Linked DNA regions of Capsicum annuum: region 1 is linked to region 2. A link is a contact called in public Hi-C data. All regions are on one chromosome and are shown on one strand. The core of a region is the stretch at or near the end of the contact, and the rest is flanking DNA. Distances in the headings are between cores, read along the strand shown. Region 1 has its middle 17 kb from the start of LOC124896760. Region 2 holds the start of LOC107863392 (subtilisin-like protease SBT1.3).

Region 1 (3,879 bases), core at 1,166-3,665, 71 kb before region 2:
TAATTGATGTTTTTCTTCAGAGTTCCTTCTTTGAAGACTGTAGCAAAATATATAAAATTACAATCTCCCAACTTAATCCACTTAGCTCTTGCTTTTTGTTGAATTTCACTTTCTTCTAAGAGTGACCATTTTTAATTTGTTGTATGATACTTTTCTCCTACTCTTGCAATAAGTCAGTCCACTGCACCCTCATCTGCATTTGTATGGCAGCTAATCCAGCTCTAGCCATCTCTATTCTCTGTATCATATTTTTAAACTCTTCATTATTCAGCTTTTTGAGCCTGGGCTTGAGTTTCTGCAGTTTGAGCTAAACATTCTTCATAGATCCTACAGCATGTCTACTCCATTGTTCTATCACTATATTTAAGAAATCTTTGTGATCAGCCCAACTATTAAAGAACCTAAAAGGCATGCTAATACTCCTTGTCATGCTTAAGAGTTGGGATCAAAGGAGAGTGATCAGATACATTATTTAACTCATGTTCTACAACTACTTGTCCCCAAGTCATCATCCAGTCGTGGTTCCCTAAAGATCTGTTAATTCTACTACACACTCTAGCATCTCCGAGTTGTTTATTAGACCAGATGTAGTAGTCACCTTTCCAGCTCATTTCACTCAACTGTAAATTCTGGATACATTCTACAAAATCTTTAATCTCAGCAAACTAAACTGGATACCCACTCAATCTATCTTTAGCATCTAATAAAGCATTAAAGTCTCCACACATCAGCCACGACCTATTGACAGTAAGAGTTATTTGTATTAGATACTCCCATAAGTTTCTTCTTTATTCTATGGTATTGAATCCATAAACAACTGTAAGAAAACATTCTATATCTTGATGAACTTTACAATGGATAACCTGATTTTCTTGCCTTAGATAAATCACAGCACAGTGATTCTTATCCCATACTACCCAAATAAGACCACTTTCAGCAGCATGATAGTTATTTATAGAGCCCCAACCAGGTACTATTAGATTCAAAATGCTAGAAGATTTATGTTGCTTTACTCTTTCTTCTATTAGACCAGCTAATTTAATGTGCTTATTACTCAAAAACTTATTTACCTCCTTTTGCTTGTATCTCTTATTTACAGCACGAACATTCCAAAACAGCTAGCTCATGCAGAGTGGGATTTTCCTTTATCTGGGGGTAAGCTGGCTTCTCTGTCTCCAATTCTCTGTTTACCACCCAGTACCTTTCTTAGTAGTTTTGACTGCACTTAACCAACGAAAATTGGTCATGTTCAAGTCCATAGCTTCAGTATTGGGTAAGGTACTTCCAGCTCTTCCACTTTGACCTGTATCTCTGTTTATGTTGGAGCTTTGGGCTGGCAGACTCTGCACAGCAGTGGCATCAGTAGGTTGGTTACTAGTTTCCGCCTGCATAGTTTTTTCCTCCAACTTTTGAGCTTCATCTTCCTGGTTATTGTTACTGATTGTGGTAGGTAGCAATGGACTCTTATAGGCCCATTCTTTTATTACTTGAGGTCCACCATACCCTTCTCTCCGTCCAGGCTTAGGTTGAGCTTTAGGTGTTGGGGCAGGCACGCATTTGTGACCAATCTTCTGACATTGTTCACAGTGGGCTGGTCTCCATTTATAGATTATTGATTGAGTGAACACTTTGCCATTAGGGTCAGCTACTGTAACTTCATCTGGCGACTTTTTAGTCACATTCACTTCAATGAGCAGCGTAAGACACTCTTATCTGCTTTGCCGTGCATTCATCAACAAATATGGGTTTCCCAATCGAGCTAGCAATTTTACTGAGTGAGTTCACTCCCCAACAGTTCATAGGTAGCTTCGTAAGTTTAACCCAAAGTGGAAGCTTAGTGGGAAATTCCTCATTAAAATTGAACTCTGTTGTCCATGATTTCAAAATCAGAGGCCGGTAGTTTAGTGTATATGGACCAGCATATAGAATCTCCCTTAAATCCTCCAACAAGTTGAATTTAACAATAATATACCCATCTTCGTGAAGGTATACCTCTGGAGCAGCCACAGTGTTCCAAGTTTGATTAACAAACATGTTCATCAAGTTGTATCTGGGACATTCTCCAATAGAGTACACTATCATTGAGCACTTCCATTTCTCCACCTCGCGTTCTACCTCCTCTTTGTCTAATTGAACCACTTCTACGCCTTCTACTATCTGAGGAGCTATGTTTTTAGCGATAATTCATTTTCGACCGCACGATTTCGCTAAAATAAGTTCACGCAGGGTTCCTCCATTTGTGGTTTCTGCTCTTGGTTAGTGTTTTGCATTTCATTCTCAGATCTGTTAGCTTGGGTTTTCTCACCAATTCCAGATTTAGGGTTATCTACCAGAGTGTCTAATCCTGCACTACTCAGCTGTAGTTTCCGATCAACCCCTTGATTTGTCGATGTAGAGCCTAGCTGGTGTATTCCTCGCTGAATTTCAGTAATCGGTGTTAACTTTTGAGCTCCACCATTTGTCTCAGTCGGTGTAGCCTCAGTTGCTCCCCCTGACCGTTCCTCAGTTATGTTAATTCTTCCTCGTCCACGCCCTAGGCCTCTTTCATGACCTCGTCCCCCTCCCTCTTACCACGGTTCTCATCAGTGTATGTTAGCTAACGTGCACCAGCTCCAAATGGTACGTTAGCTAGCTTTTCAAATTGTCTTCGCAAAAATGTGCTAAAAAACAGATGAGTTGCCCTTTAGAAATTATGATGCACGGGACACAGATAGCATTTACAGCTATTTCTCATCCCAGCAATACATTCGTTGTTCTTAATTTTTCATGTTATTGCAGCCATAATATAAACACCTGCTTGAATTTTGCAAAATTGTTGCATACTAGATTTCTCCGATCCACCTTCACAGTCTCTCCTTTTAGTAAATTGTAAGCTTTTGAGATTTTAAATTCTCCCTTATGCAGTACCTGAGATGCAGTACATTCCTTACAATGTGAGCATATTTTCTCATACTTTGAACTTTTCTAATCATTCATAATGCTTGTCCAGGAATGGGCATGGTAGGAATTTGTTGTATGTGAGTTCAAGTGATCCATAATTTTTCCTTTTTGAGACTTAACTTCTATAGAATTTTACATATAGCTACAGTATTGCAAAATTTCAAATCTAACAAGTTCAGTCCATCACCCTTTTTAGATAAACAAACAGTCTTTCAAGATACTAATACCCTCATAGTAATATTAGCCTCTCCTGCCACAGATAACTTCTACAAGCAGCTTCTATCATCTTCATTATTTTCTTTGACAGTAAAAATAGCTGAGCCTCATAAGCTTGTACTTCAGGTAACGCTGCTTTAATAAATTATGCTCTACCAGCATATGATAGACTATTTGCCATTCAACCTGTAATTTGTTATCTTATTTACTAAAGGCATGCACTATGATATGATGAGTTTTTTTTTTTTCCAAAGTTATCGACAGACACTCAAATTTATTGCGAAAATTCACTTAGACCCCTAAACTAAGGCCTGTTCCTATCAGACCCCTAAACCCCGCAAATTTTGTTCCAATTGAGCATTTTTTTACCTATCAGCAAAAAGGTCAAAGCCTGTGTTGCACATACGCGATGACATGGCAAAACGGGCTAATTGGAAGCTAACACGTGGAATTATGAATCCAATAATTGTTAAAAATTAATTATAATTTTTAAAAAAAAATTATGTAAAAATGGCATTAAAGAAATTATTAAAAAATAATTCTAAAATTATTACAAAAATAAAAATAAAAAACTGATTATTTTAAAAAAATTATAATTTTTTTTGAAAAATGAAATTAATTATTAAAAAATTATTTTTTAAAAAAATAAATATTAAAAAAATTTTAAATTTTTTAAAAAATGAAAATAAAAAATGGCATTGAAGATATAAATTATGAAAAAAT
Region 2 (3,789 bases), core at 1,004-3,503:
CTATGTCATAAATCAGACCAGGATCAACAGCTTTCCGTGGATTGATGTGTCCTGCACCATGATCATATGGGGTCGAAGGAGTAGCGGATGAGGCATCTCTTAGAGATTTATAAGTGTTATCATGAACATAAGCAGTTGTCATGAGTGCGGATTTAATAGCTGCTGGACTCCAATCTGGATGCCTGGCCTTGAGCAAAGCAGCAATGCCACTAACATGTGGGCATGACATTGAAGTTCCAGACAATATGTTGAAATTCGTCCTTCGTTGATCGATAGGCAAACTAGAAGGACCCAAAGCACCAGTCCAAGCTGCAAGGATATTAACTCCTGGTGCCACCATATCTGGCTTTAGAATCTCCAGAGTGAGGAAGTTAGGTCCTCTGGATGAAAATGCAGCAACCACTGGAGAAGGCCTGATACCTAATTTGGTTCCCAGAAATCTCAAAGTGGCAGTTGCATTTCGAGCCGAAGCATAATGCTTGATTTCTCTTCCTGCCCTTTCACCAACTGCTACTGCCGGAAGAAGGTGACTATCTGCAACCAGCTCTTCACCATTAGCTGCAGTGTTTGTCAAAATCATTCCTACTCCTCCAGCATCTTTTACTACTTGCCCCTTCTGAACTCGAGGACTAATTCCCCTATCACATATCACAATCTTCCCAGCAACCGAGGCATCATCTAAGGTACCCGCTAAGCACAATGAGCTCGGCAGGGAGCTGCTCGAATTATTTCCTAAATAAATTAAAGGATACTGTTTTTCTGTTGAAAGATTCTTCCTACCTTTATAAAGTGATGCCCCAGCCACAATTTTGCCAGTCCCCAGCTTAACAGTAGCTGGAAAATCCCTGTCCATAGTGCTGGCTCCTACTGTAGTGATCCATGGTGATACATTTGTAAGACTAATGGGATCAGGCCCACCATTTCCTGCTGAGCATGAAACAAACACCCCTTTCTCCATGGCCCCAAAAGCAGCAATTGACAAACTGTCACGATTATAAGACGAAACTCCACCACCCAAAGAGATAGACAAAACATTTACTCCATCAGCTACAGCTTGATCAACAGCAGAAAGTATATCCGAACTAAAACACCCACCCACCCAGCACACCTTGTAAGCTGAAACCCTCGCACCGGGGGCCATTCCTCGGGCAGTACCATAAGCATAACCCAAAAGATTGGCTCCACGAACTACAGACCCCGCAACTGTTCCAGCAGTATGAGTGCCATGCCCATCTTGATCTCGTGCTGATTTGTACTCATCCCTTTCATTTATTTTACCAGAAGATGATTCATACCCCCGGTAAAATACTCTAGCACCAACAATTTTCTTGCTACAGTGATGCTTCTCAAAACCACGCCCTGTTTCACATGCGCCTTTCCAGTGAGCTGGAACATCTGTCATTCCAGTATCATTAAAACTTGGACTTTCTGGCCAAATTCCAGTATCAAGAACACCCACAATTACATTGTGGTCCGAAAATCTATCAGACCACAACTTGTTGCTGTCCTCTCGGTCGAGGCCAAGAAACATAGGACTTCTAGTGGTATGCAACTCATATTTAATCTCAGGAAAAACAGCTAAAACCCCATATTGTTCTTGTAATCTTTTCACTTCTTCCTCACTAAGCTGAGCAGCAACTCCATGAAATGCAGTCTGGTAGCTGTAAAGTATCCTTTCTTCTTCGTCTCCTGCAGTTTCTAGTGATTTTACTAGTACAGATTTTACTAGTGATGAATACCATTTAACATGGTCAATGAAAACATCTGGCTTTGCCCGTTTATCCATTTGGATGATGTAAGTTTTCTTTGTGTTTCGCATGTTACTAGCACATAGTGCTAGGTTGATTGACAGACACATTGATACAAAGAAAAACAAGAATTTCACTGGTATTCCAGCCATGGAAAAGGGGAATGGAGAGTTAGGAATGAAGAAGAGAGGTGTGTGAATAATGCTTATCTGAGAGTGTGTCGGTGTGTTAGCTAGTGGAGTATTCAATATTTTAGCAGAAAGGATGGGCCATTAATGTGTCTTCTTGTGCAGGAAATAAAGAAGGTGGTTGTTTTCATGAATAATGGTAAAGCTTTTATTGTGAAAGTAGAGCTGGCTCGAGTGGGTTAAAGTTGTAGTTATGGTCCATCATCCATGTGTTGCATGGTTAAATGCTGGATGTTTATTCAAAGATACATTTTAATCTTCCTATTGAGTTTGTGGAAACTACTTGTGAGTAATATAAACATATACAATATATTTTCATAAGGTGGGATTTGAGAAAAATAAAGCGTATTCAATTTGTATTTGGTTAATTTCATATTAGTTGGTCCCTATTGACTTACAAACTTTATAAGAAATTTTTTATTAGATGTATATTTTACTAAACTAACATTATTAACGATGATTTGAAACTCCAAAAATAATTATTACTACTTTATATAGTTATTTAATATTAACGATAATACAATAAAAAATAAAAAGGATCTCATTAATTTGCGAGAATAGACAAATAAATTGAAAAATCTATTTTTTTTTAGTAAAGAGATCAAGTAAAATGGAATGGAGAGAATATTAACACACTTACCATAATTTGTCTCCAGAAAATGTCATATATAAAAATAATTTAATTTTAAAATTCTCGTTTTATTCTTAAAGACAAAGTCATCGATAGGCACTCAAACTTGTTGCCAAAATTCACTTAGACACCTAAACTAAGGCCTGTTTCTATCAGACCCCAAAATTCCCCACATTTTGTTCCAATTGAGCATTTTTTTCGCTGTTCTCATCAGCTTGTTCGCGCGTGTCTCCAAACGCAACTGATGTGGAAAGTTGTCCACATAAAACTCTCCACGTGGATAAACTAAATCCACATATACTTATTACATTTTAAATGAAAAAAATCATTTTGGCCGTTTGTTTTTCTCTCCCCGTTAACTCTCTCTCAGATAACCCTAAAATTAACCCTAATTTAACGAAAATTCCACTCAAATTGAAGGAGAAATTTGGGGGTTTTCCACAGATCTTCCTTGTGTAACTGTTATTATGATTTATATTTATTAAATTTTGTTGAATTTTAGCATATTTCAGATTTTAGGGTTTTGAAATTTCACTGTTAGGGCTGTGATTTTACGAATATTCCGTCTCTTTTTTAACATGCATTAAAGGTTGTAGCTTTTAGCTTATTGGTGTGTACTTTGAGTATATTCCGTTAACTAACTTTGAATTCTTACGCTTTTGTTGCAGGTGACGTAACAAATAGAGATAATATTCACAAAATTTTCCGTAGGGGATCTATTTTCAACAAGGGTGTCCCTACATATGTTGCAAGTTGTGTGCCAGAGCTAAGGTATATTAACAAGGACCACTTTTCCATGCTGGAATTATTATTTTATACTAAAGAATTTGGGTATGACACTGTTAGGGGTTCTATTATCAAGATGCAGTAACTAAGCAGTTCAACTTGGTGAAGAGTGATAGACATTTTGTTGAACTATTTAAAGACTTAAAACATGAGGACTCTATTGATTTTTATGTCTATCATGTTTTTGATGAACCAATTCTTGACCCTGATGGTCCCACTGGTTTTTAACCTGCACCTGATATTATTGAGTGTGCAGACCTAGAAAGAGAAAGTGTTGGTATTGATGATAGTGCTAACATAGAGATGGAATCTGTTGGAGTAGAGAAAGAGATGGAGGCTGATATAAAAGATTTTAACCTAGAAGATGTTGAGATAGAGAATGTTAACTTAGGTAAAGAGAGGGAGACTCATGTAGAAGATGGTGTAGAAGAAGGTG

The links. Hi-C and Micro-C count contacts between places; a contact is called where the count stands out from the background.
Region 1: a Hi-C map of leaf shows a contact between it and region 2, with 2.1 times the contacts expected there. The contact joins the enhancer-like site here to the promoter of LOC107863392 in region 2. A contact is called at or near these places in 2 of 5 Hi-C or Micro-C datasets (leaf and placenta).

The regions. Positions count from the first base shown.
Region 1 is chr3:200,463,262-200,467,140 of UCD10Xv1.1, reverse strand. No RefSeq gene overlaps it. Among protein-coding and RNA genes, the nearest start is that of LOC124896760, 17 kb to the right of the region's middle. Within about 2 kb of position 2,415, at least 4 of the 5 cell types and tissues checked have an H3K27ac peak or open chromatin away from gene starts, as enhancers often do. A contact at or near this core is called in leaf, where this site is marked.
Region 2 is chr3:200,392,213-200,396,001 of UCD10Xv1.1, reverse strand. It overlaps LOC107863392 (subtilisin-like protease SBT1.3), which reads right to left and starts at 2,253. Exons shown (of 1, transcript XM_016709286.2): 1 at 1-2,253. The coding sequence starts at 1,900.